2 separate regions of the Gasterosteus aculeatus genome follow, and region 2 is linked to region 1. A link is a contact called in public Hi-C data. All regions are on one chromosome and are shown on one strand. Each heading gives the region's core, a stretch centred on a gene start, on an enhancer-like site or on the middle of the called end of the contact. The rest is flanking DNA. Distances are from core to core; before and after follow the strand shown. Region 1 holds the start of usp38 (ubiquitin specific peptidase 38). Region 2 holds the start of smad1 (SMAD family member 1).

Region 1 (5,094 bases), core at 1,136-3,635:
CCTTGCAGATTAGAAGGCTCTTTGCTCTAAACATTGCTCCAAGCAATGTTGTGTGTAAAGTGAGGCCACTACCTTGAACAATGAAAATAAATCAGTGCCAATAATACTGAATGTATAAAGACCAGCCAACCTATTCAAAGGGGGGAATAAAGACACAGGACCAAAGCCGGCTTTTGGCAGAGCCCCTAAAAAGAACAACTCCGGTATTACTGCCAAGATGTATTAAGGCAGAGTTCCACATCATGGTGCCATGCTGTAAATGGCTGAAAGTACTATTTTTATCATTATTGGTATACAGACATGTAAAAATATATTAATAAATCCACATGTATTCTTAGTGTAAGCTTCTAAAGAACATCTGTACCTACTTCCAAGTGTTCCTAAACCTACTCTCCAGACAACAGTTTGTTGTTTTTGTATTATAAAAAGATTTTGGAAGGAAGAAAGAGGATGGACAGAAGAAGTCTTACCTGTGGAAGAGATAATTGAGAACACTTCCTGCAGTGAGGGAAGCAGTGTAGCTGGATCAGCCTTCCAGATGTTCTGCAGCAGTGTGCTGACCTTCGTCACCTGACCTACATACTCTCTCAGCTCCCGTTCTTGGCTGGCAAAGCAGTGGAAGTAGCTGATGGTCCTCACTAGCTGCTGACAGAACAAAACACCCGACTTGTCCCTTGGGATGCACTGCACAAAGTCTGACAGCACGGTGCTCAGGTGGGCACAAAGAGCTGGCTCTGGGCGTTCACACACCATCCTTAAAACCTCCACCTGAATCACGCTGAAGATCTCAAGCACAGAGGGGCAGCTGATGAGCAGCCGCAGGCAGCAGTGAATGTAGTCTATTGTGGCCGGGTCTTTGCGGTCCAGCTGGCCGTAGCCCTGCTGGAGGAGGCCAAGGACAAAGTCTTTACTGAAGAAGCGCTCGAAATCTGGCCGGTGGTAACGGGCGTAGGCTTCCAAAACCTGGAAGCCGATCTGCTTCTGAAACGCATCTTCACCAAGCAAGATGAGGCGGGTGGTAAGGGTAAACAATGCCTGACACTGCTCCTCCGTCACTTCTTTCTCCGCTGCTTCCACTACCTTCTTCACAATGGCCCGCTTCACCGGAACAGAGTGATCCGAGCTCACAAGGCCCTCCAAAATCTTGTCCATGGTGACAATCTGCAGAAGGCAAATGAGGAAATAATTAGGTGACGCATACAAATGTAATATCGCAGTTTAAGGACTATTGTTCTTCTGACTTTACATACCAGAAGAGTCCTGTCCAATCCAAGATGGGCTTTCTTTCACAGGGAATATTTTCATATGACCCTGCATAAAAGGACAGATGTAGAAAAAAACAAAAATGAACAATGGCTGAGTTCCGTCTGGCTGCTTCAGTTTGAGAGTCCTGGTGTTGTGAATGGAGGCTAACTTACAGCGATTATGGATTGGTATTATTATGTCTGTTGTGACAAAAAGGCAATAAACGCATGGGGTCCTTTCTAGCGGTCTAGTCCACGCATGCCCGCATTCATTGAGGGCACAGGCTGTATGTCGCAACTGAAACAAGAGCTTGTACACTTTACTGGGATGCTTGTACACTTTACATTTGACAATCAAATGATCTTAGAGCTTGTTGTAGATTTCTTTTGTTTTGACATCTAATTACAACAACTTTGAAAAGGAAAAAAATATATAAATATTAGTCATTTCTATGTAATCAATATCCAAATTATTGATCATATTTTTTTCTGTATTTTACCTTTATTTTGTTACGTTCGCATTACATAAGCCTTTAGCTACCCGACGTAACACAGAAGCCATTAAACGTTGAAGCAACATAAAATAACTTCACATCTGGTGTTTTCTCGCCGCGTCGGGAGCGCAGCGACAGCGGGCTGTTGGTGCTCCTCCTGCGGCTACAGGCGGCTAGCTTGCTAACGCTAGCTGTAACGACAACGGTCGTTTCTTGGCGCCCGGCAGCTCAAATGCGGCTCTGATAGTTACAGGTAAACTACTAGGGTTCGTTCTGCCGCTCGTACGCAACAGTTATTTTCTAAAATCCTTCGACAACAACACAGAAAAACGAACAAAGCAACCCAACAGGCCTACACGTTCGCTGGGTAACGTTAGGTTCCTCTGACTTAGCATAAATACGGTCGTGTATTTTCGCGATACAGAATCGTAACCATCTACGCTTACCCAGATAAAGCATGTCAACAATGTCCGAACCAAATATCTTCAGTTGTCGGTGGCTGTTAACCGACTCTTGACTGATGAAACTATATTATTTTGCTTCATTTGATCGCTTAGAATCAGCTGATTACCCTTCCATCGACGTCATTCCCGTGGACAGAGACGTTAGCAGGACCCCTGTGTGAAGTCATTTTTGTCTTAACACTGCCTGTAAAAAAGTCGGTGAATTTTGATAGCAACAATCACAAAGTGGTTCCCCGTAAACATGATTTGCACATTTCTTGTGATATTATATTATTATATGATATGTAACCCCATTGAACAGTTGACATGCTGCCGTCAAACAGCCACCTCCACTTTGAAAGACGAACTTGGATGAAGTGGAAAAAAATTACTTGCATTTTAAATGAATGCTGCAACATTTATTGTTGTTATCTTCCATGTAAGCTAACATCATTACGGCCTTTTTCTTAAAAGCCTAACAGTCACAATTTAGAAAGGGTTTATTGGCAACTACGAGGATGTGGCCTTGGTAATTAATACATAGCAATAAACACAGTACAACAGTATGAGACATTATTTAGAACTCGAAAATAGGACAAATGTACGGTAAGTGAGTAAGTAGGCCTGTATTTGAAAAAGTATTTATGTAGTCAAGCACATAAGATCCTGCTTCAAAACAATTAGTTTGATGTTTTCATGAAGGTACAAAAATTGAGTCCCCCCATTGAGTGTGAATCGAGGATAATACATTTATTTTTGATGTATTATATATATTTCACTAATATGTTTCACTGTTAAGCAAACGGTAAACGGAAAAACACAGGACGAGAAATCATCTGAGCCAAAACAAAAGACAACTGCCACTAAATGCAACACAGCACAGAGTGACACTGTATTGTTTTTTTTTCAAACATTTCCACAATATATATATATATATATATATATATACTTTGGTGTATTTAGTTTTGTTGGTGTTTATGTTTTGTTTATGTTTCCGGAAATAAAATTGAATCAAAACCAAATCTCGCGATAGCGCAGAAGCCGCGAGCGCTGCGTGAACGCGGGTGCCAGACTAAAATCTTGCTAGCGGGAACGTGCTGGCGCTGCGACCAACCGGTGCGTCTTTCATATAAACAACAGAATAGTTCTCTCTAACGGCGAAGAAGTTAGCGGAATTGTCAACGTCTCGTTTAAGGCACAAAATAGGATACTCCATAATCGAAGTGGAAATTCGACCAATATGTCTGAAATCCTAAGCTGCGTCGAGCAGCGGGAAGAGCAGCCTGAAGTTGAAGAAGCCGTAGGAGCGGAGGTAAGATGATTTTAGAACGGGCAACGATCACGTTATTGTCTTCTCTCAGCAAAGCGCAAGTTCTTTCACAATCAAGGCACCACAGCTCTGAAACCAAAGCGTGTCTTTGCCCGTTTGTTATTCAAATAAGGCTGTTATGACTTTGACTCGTTAGTCAACCGTACCGCCGACTGCTTGAGCTAAAGCTAACTGGCCTTTGCTAGCCGCGCGCCGCTGCGGTTAGCTCGCGACAACAACAGCTCGGTCCCATTCACCCGGGACGTGAAGCTAACGTTACAGCAGCCGAGCAGCAACAAGGCCAGACGGGTTCACAAAAACGCTCTCGCTACTAGCACAGCCCCGCTAGCAACCCGTCGATTATGACGTTAAGATTTACTCCCAGTTCAGATTCACACAGCGAGCTGCTTTTTTTTTTTTAAGTTGATCGAGAACGAGCAGCCTCCCGCTCGGCTGTTCTGACCGCGTCTTTGTTTTCAGCAGGACAGCAAAGCCTTTTGTAACCGATGGGATGCTGTAAGCCCGCACGCTGCCTTCCGCTCAGCTGTGTTGATGGAAGTCTAGTCACAAACCGTGTTAACCATGCACAAGTAAACTGCGTCTCTCAGCAATCAAGAGTACTGGAGCTGACGCATTGTTTAAATACGTTGAGTTCCACAGTACATTATGAACACCTATCATGCTTAAATACACTATAAATAACAGCCAGGGGCGCTAAACCTTATATTTACATTCATTTAGCTGACGCTTTTATCCAAAGCGACTTACAATAAGTGTTTTCGAGCATGGGGATGTTTAGCAGTAATAGTATACGCAGTATCTATTGGGAGAAATGTTTGGACAAATAAGGAACCATAATACATTAGACACAAAAAGTTGCTCTTCAAAATTTGATTGGTAAAAGGATCTCGTCTTGGCAAATAGGGGTGTTTCGCAGCACCGAAAGTGAACTGAAATGTGCCTCATTGAAAGGCCGCACAGTTCACCAGGTTGAGCTATTTGTGCGAGACCCTCAGTCCAGGCTCGGACCCTCTGAGCAATGGCAAAAACAGCGAGAACCAAAGACCTTGAAGTAGTCCTTCTTCACAGACCACAGGGGAAGGAGTGGTGTACAGTTTGTCTTATCTGTTTCTGTCTGTTGTTGTTGTTTGGAGGATTTCCAGTAAACCAGAATGTTTACCGTTTTCCTTCTCAGGAGAAGTCCGATTCTTCAGAGACTGGAAAGGAGTCCTCTTCGGAAGCAGGGGCCGATGGACAAGATGCTTCGTCGTCCACAAAGGATTTTGCTCCGGGTTATGAGGAGAAAGTGGTAAGGAACCTTTTTACTGTTTACCTCTTTACTACCCGGCTCACCACTGTTGTTGGATATGTTAACAAGAATGTCTTCCTGTGTATCCAGCTTACTGACCGGACCAACAGATTTGAGTACCTGTTGAAGCAAACGGAGCTGTTTGCGCATTTCATCCAACCGGCGGCACAGAAGACCCCCACCTCCCCTTTGAAGATGAAGCCGGGACGCCCTCGGGTCAAGAACGATGAGAAGCAGAACCTGCTGTCTGTCGGAGAGTGAGTACGCGTGCGCACGTATTTGTTTCACTTGAGGC
Region 2 (4,981 bases), core at 212-2,711, 140 kb after region 1:
TCTTCCTTAGAAGTATCCGGCATGCGCGTGTCTGTGGTGTGATGAATGTACAGTAACCTTTTGTTTGTGTGTGTGTGTGCGCGCGTGTGTATATGAGTGTGCGCGTGTCTGCCTGCGTGTGTCTGCAGGGAACTCTTGGACTAAAAGAAGAAAAAAAAAATCGGGGAGCCTTCTTCTATTCCTTCTCATCATTCCCTCCCTCCCTCCCCCCTCCTCGCACTGTTTTCCCAGATTTATTCACGTGCCGCTCGCTCCCGCCTCACTCAGACATTCTGTCGCCAGCGCCGTGACGTCACCGACCCCAGAAGCCTCCTCCGCTCTGAACGTTTCCCTCCGCCTGTCTCCGTGATAATCTAGTCCCTCCTCACCGCGGCGACTCTGAACTCGATTAACGCAAACTGCAATAACGAAAAACAAGTCAAATATTTTTGAATTAAGTTACGACTGAGCACATTGATAATCTGATGTATTTTACTATTCAATCAAATCAATAGTATAATTATTTTTCTTAGACGGTATTGTACTTTTCATTCATTTGAACTTTTCGTTGTATGAAAGAGTGCATTTTTCTTTTTTTGATATAAAATAATTGTGTGACTGGGAATTCCCTTCTTCATCTCTTCCTTGATCAGAGAAAATATGATGTCATCAAAAAAGTTTCTCTAAATGTGACGCATTATCTCTCATGCACTCATTTGCATGCGTGGACTCATTTAGCACACGTACCCAAATTGATTCCGTGTCCTCTGCTGCTGCACCCCTGCCCAAAGGCTATTTGCACACATTACCATGCAATATTAATGAGATGGAACAGTTTCATTCTTGATATTGCAAAATTCAACCCTCTTCCGACTCGCCAGTGTTAGCATCCTGTATCAAGACTGGGCTGGTTGTGTGTGCATTGCTGTCTTGAGGTGAAAAGTTGAGATGATGGCATGTGTAAGCATGCCCCCCACCCGTGCTTTTTGTACACTTTAGATCTCCTGACAACATAAATAGTGTATATCATAAAGCAAGACGGGAGCTGAGAGGCAGGCTTAACTTAAGGTGCAGTTCAAAAGTTCACAAAAGATAAACCAAAGAGTTAAAACTTCTGCTAGGGATCACCAGCCGAGTTTGGTGAGCAAGGACAAAGTAGAAACAGATAGGGAAATAATGAACTATCATGCTTCTGCATGGACCGGTCATCCTTATTGTGCAACTGCAGGCAATAAATGGGGAGAAAAGCAAAATCATGCATCTATCCTATATTTTGCAGGAATGTTCTTGGAGCCTGCGAAGTGAAGAGCCCTCCCCCCCTTTTTTTTGCTTTCCAATATCTCTAAACCGCATCAGACGAGCAACATTTCACCACCTTTGCTTTTTTTCACCAAAAAAGTGCAGCTCTCCGGTGACGAGAAGCTCTTCGTATGCAGCGAGGCACAGACCCCTCCTCTTTTGTTTCGGAGTTAAGTTACGTAACGCATTTCCACACAGTTGAATGGAGACGTTGGATGTGTGAAAAGTAGGTCTTGTTGTTGTCGGAGCTGCGCGCTCCCCGCGGCGGGATACTGGCGCTCAGCGGAGGGTGAGAGGGCTCCGCGACTGACTGACGCCAGGGCCGAGCCGAGCCAAGACGAGCCCGAGCGAGCGAGCGAGAGAGAGAGAGAGAGACAGAGCGAGAGAGAGAGAGAGAGAGCTCGGGGGGAGACGCTGGGCGAGAGAAAGAGAGAGGGTGAGAGAAGGCAGCAAATGAAGTAAAGGTACTGTAAACTTTTTTTCTTTCTTCTAAATGAGAAGTTTCTTCATGTGTATTTTCACCTGCTGCGGTGCGCGCGCGCTCCTCTTCGTAGAGGGAAATAGATCCCAATCGACTCTTCAGTGTGTCATTTGGCAGCTTCAAACTTTTCCCCCTTAAAGTCATTAACAGACGAGGGCTGCAAAGTGGGCCACATTTTCATGCCGCTAATTGTTGCGTGTTGAGAACATCCGTGGTTTGATACAGAAGTAACGTGAGTAGTAATGTTCTGATTCAGGCGAGCTTGCTGAATATTACAGGAAACATTTTTTCTTTTCTTTTTTTTTTGAAGGGAGGGGTGGGGGTATTATTGCAGAAGTTCTGCTTCTGGACACTAAAACATTACAAATGCGGGGACAATCCTTTGTCCTGGTACACTAATGGTCATCCAGCAGGGAATAAGGATGAAAGTGTGGATTAAACACATGGTCTATGGGGCCAGTGGCTTCATGAAGCTACTGGATGTGTCATACTATTAATGAGTCACATGGTCAATGAAATGTCAGATTATTCTGTGAAATTCTCATCACAATTTCCTGATGCCCCGTGAAATCACTTCAAATTGTCAAGATCCAGTCAAGATTTTCATTTTACGTTGATATCCTGCCAAGATAAACTGCAAATTCTCATATTTTCAGAGAATATTTTGCCTTCTGACAAATGTTATTATGTTAGTTGTCCTTGAAATATTTCTTAAAGGACTGAGCGATTAACCATTCAGCTTCTTACTATAAAGCGGTGTGGCAGTAAGCCTGTGGCTTCATATGTGGTCTTTTTGCATCATACACTTGTTAAGTAATCATGCGTTGATGTCACTAAACCAGTGTGATGAAGAGGAAAGCACACATGCCATGCCTTTGCATTGTGAATTTTAATAAAAGTTATCATCATTTTACTGTTGTTTGACTGATACTGAGGCGTATCCAACTGATGCACCAGTGTGCTGCACAGCATGTTTCTGGTTTTAGTTGTCAATATGTTTAATAATTTGTGTACATGTGAGACAGCGAAAGAGGAGGGAGAGAGAGAGAGAGCGAGACCCACAGCAGCTAAAGCTCGATCTCCTGACATTATTGAAGATGACATATCAGATTACCCAAAGGACAGGAATTTGTCCTTGTCCATGATTTACTTCAAACAGTTGTTTTGTATTTATTTGTTTTAATCTTTCCTCCATTTTCAGCGTATGCAGCTTTACATTCAGTTTTAAAATTAAACAAATGGTTTTCGTACAGGATTGAAATGACATGGTTAGGGGGTATGGGGTTCCTCTTCAGTAAATGGCAATGCAGACAGGATTGTAAGAAAGGTTTTATTACTATCCATCTACCTACCTACCAATCCATCTACCTATCTATCTATCAACGTACCTACCTACCTATCTATCTATCAACGTACCTACCTACCTATCTATATATCTACCTACCAATCTATCTACCTACCTACCAATCCATCTACCTACCTACCAATCTATCTATCTATCTATCAACGTACCTACCTACCTATCTATATATCTACCTACCAATCTATCTACCTACCTACCAATCTATCTATCTATCTATCTATCTATCTATCTATCTATCTATCTATCTATCTATCTATCTATCTATCTATCTATCTATCTATCTATCTATCTATCTATCTATCTATCTACCTACCTACCAATCTATCTACCTACCTACCTACCAATCCATCTACCTATCTATCTATCAACGTACCTACCTACCTATCTATCTATCAACGTACCTACCTACCTATCTATATATCTACCTACCAATCTATCTACCTACCTACCAATCTATCTATCTATCTATCTATCTATCTATCTATCTATCTATCTATCTATCTATCTATCTATCTATCTATCTACCTACCTACCAATCTATCTACCTACCTACCTACCAATCCATCTACCTATCTATCTATCAACGTACCTACCTACCTATCTATCTATCAACGTACCTACCTACCTATCTATATATCTACCTACCAATCTATCTACCTACCTACCAATCTATCTATCTATCTATCTATCTATCTATCTATCTATCTATCTATCTATCTATCTACCTACCTACCAATCTATCTACCTACCTACCTACCAATCTATACCTACCTACCTACCAATCCATCCATCCATCGAATCCATCTATCTATCTATCTATCTATCTATCTATCTATCTATCTATCTATCTATCTATCTATCTATCTATCTATCTATCTATCTACGTACCTACCTACCAGTCTATCTACCTACCTATCCACCTACCTACCTACTTACCTATCTATATATCTTCCTACCTACCTATCGATATATCTTCCTATCTACCTACCTACCAATCTATCTATCTATCCACCTACCTTTCTATCTACCTACCTACCTATCTATCCATCTAACAGAGCACAAAACTACTCAACAACAGGGTGTAAATATAGGTTAGCAACATTCCTGTATCCAGAGACTCAGTCACAACAGATCGTCGTAGAAACTCTCCCGTGTGTTTGTGAGCCGTGTGTTTGTGAGCCGTGTGTCTGTGAGCCGCGTGTCTGTGAGCCGCGTGTCTGTAAGCCGCGTGTCTGTGAGCCGCGTGTCTGTACCGCGTGTCTGAGCCGTGTGTCCGTGCCGTGTGCCTGTGTGCCGTGTGTCTGTATGCCATGTGTCAGGGCGAGGTGTCCAGCCTAACGCAACACTAACCCAACACTGAGTGCCGAGCATGGTTGAGATAGCTGCATGAAACCTCATGTGTTCGCCAGTTATGTCTGCCGCTCGTGTGTGGGACTGCTGTGTCTGGGACATCAAGAGCCTGATCCCAGTTCAGCCTTGTAAAGTTAGTATTTCTTTCAGCGTTTGACAGGTCATGGTTGGAAGAATAGTGACCGGTTGGATTTTTTTTCTCACTTGTGCACCAGATCTTCACTTGGTCTATGAGCTATATGTTGGTGTTGGTGAAGAGAAGTGACCCCAGCGGTGGGTCCAAGGAGCCTCCCAGGTCAAACTAATGTCTGGTCGCTGAGGGCAGGACCTCATGTCTGACTGGTTATTTCAAGCGTTGCTCTAAAAGAACGCGGTATGGTAAATATTTGCATTTGGCTACTCGGACTGGCTGTTAGGCATAGCTTGGTAATACTGTAGTTGTGCTCAGGCTGGGCTGATGTACCAGACAATATTAGATTATTGCATATGCTGTGTGTTACCTTATATGG

What was found. A called contact is a pair of places that touch in the nucleus more often than the background predicts.
Region 2: a contact with region 1 is called in a Hi-C map of skeletal muscle, with 2.6 times the contacts expected there. The contact joins the promoter of smad1 here to the promoter of usp38 in region 1. A contact is called at or near these places in 3 of 6 Hi-C or Micro-C datasets (skeletal muscle and whole body).

What each region holds. Positions count from the first base shown.
Region 1 is chr9:16,548,110-16,553,203 of fGasAcu3.hap1.1, forward strand. It overlaps usp38 (ubiquitin specific peptidase 38), which reads right to left and starts at 2,386. Exons shown (of 12, transcript XM_040186058.2): 1 at 2,185-2,386; 2 at 1,251-1,311; 3 at 471-1,161. The coding sequence starts at 1,152. smarca5 (SNF2 related chromatin remodeling ATPase 5) reads left to right here and starts at 2,348. Exons shown (of 24, transcript XM_040186060.2): 1 at 2,348-3,493; 2 at 4,686-4,799; 3 at 4,890-5,056. The coding sequence starts at 3,422.
Region 2 is chr9:16,692,092-16,697,072 of fGasAcu3.hap1.1, forward strand. smad1 (SMAD family member 1) reads left to right here and starts at 1,462. Exons shown (of 7, transcript XM_040187246.2): 1 at 1,462-1,742.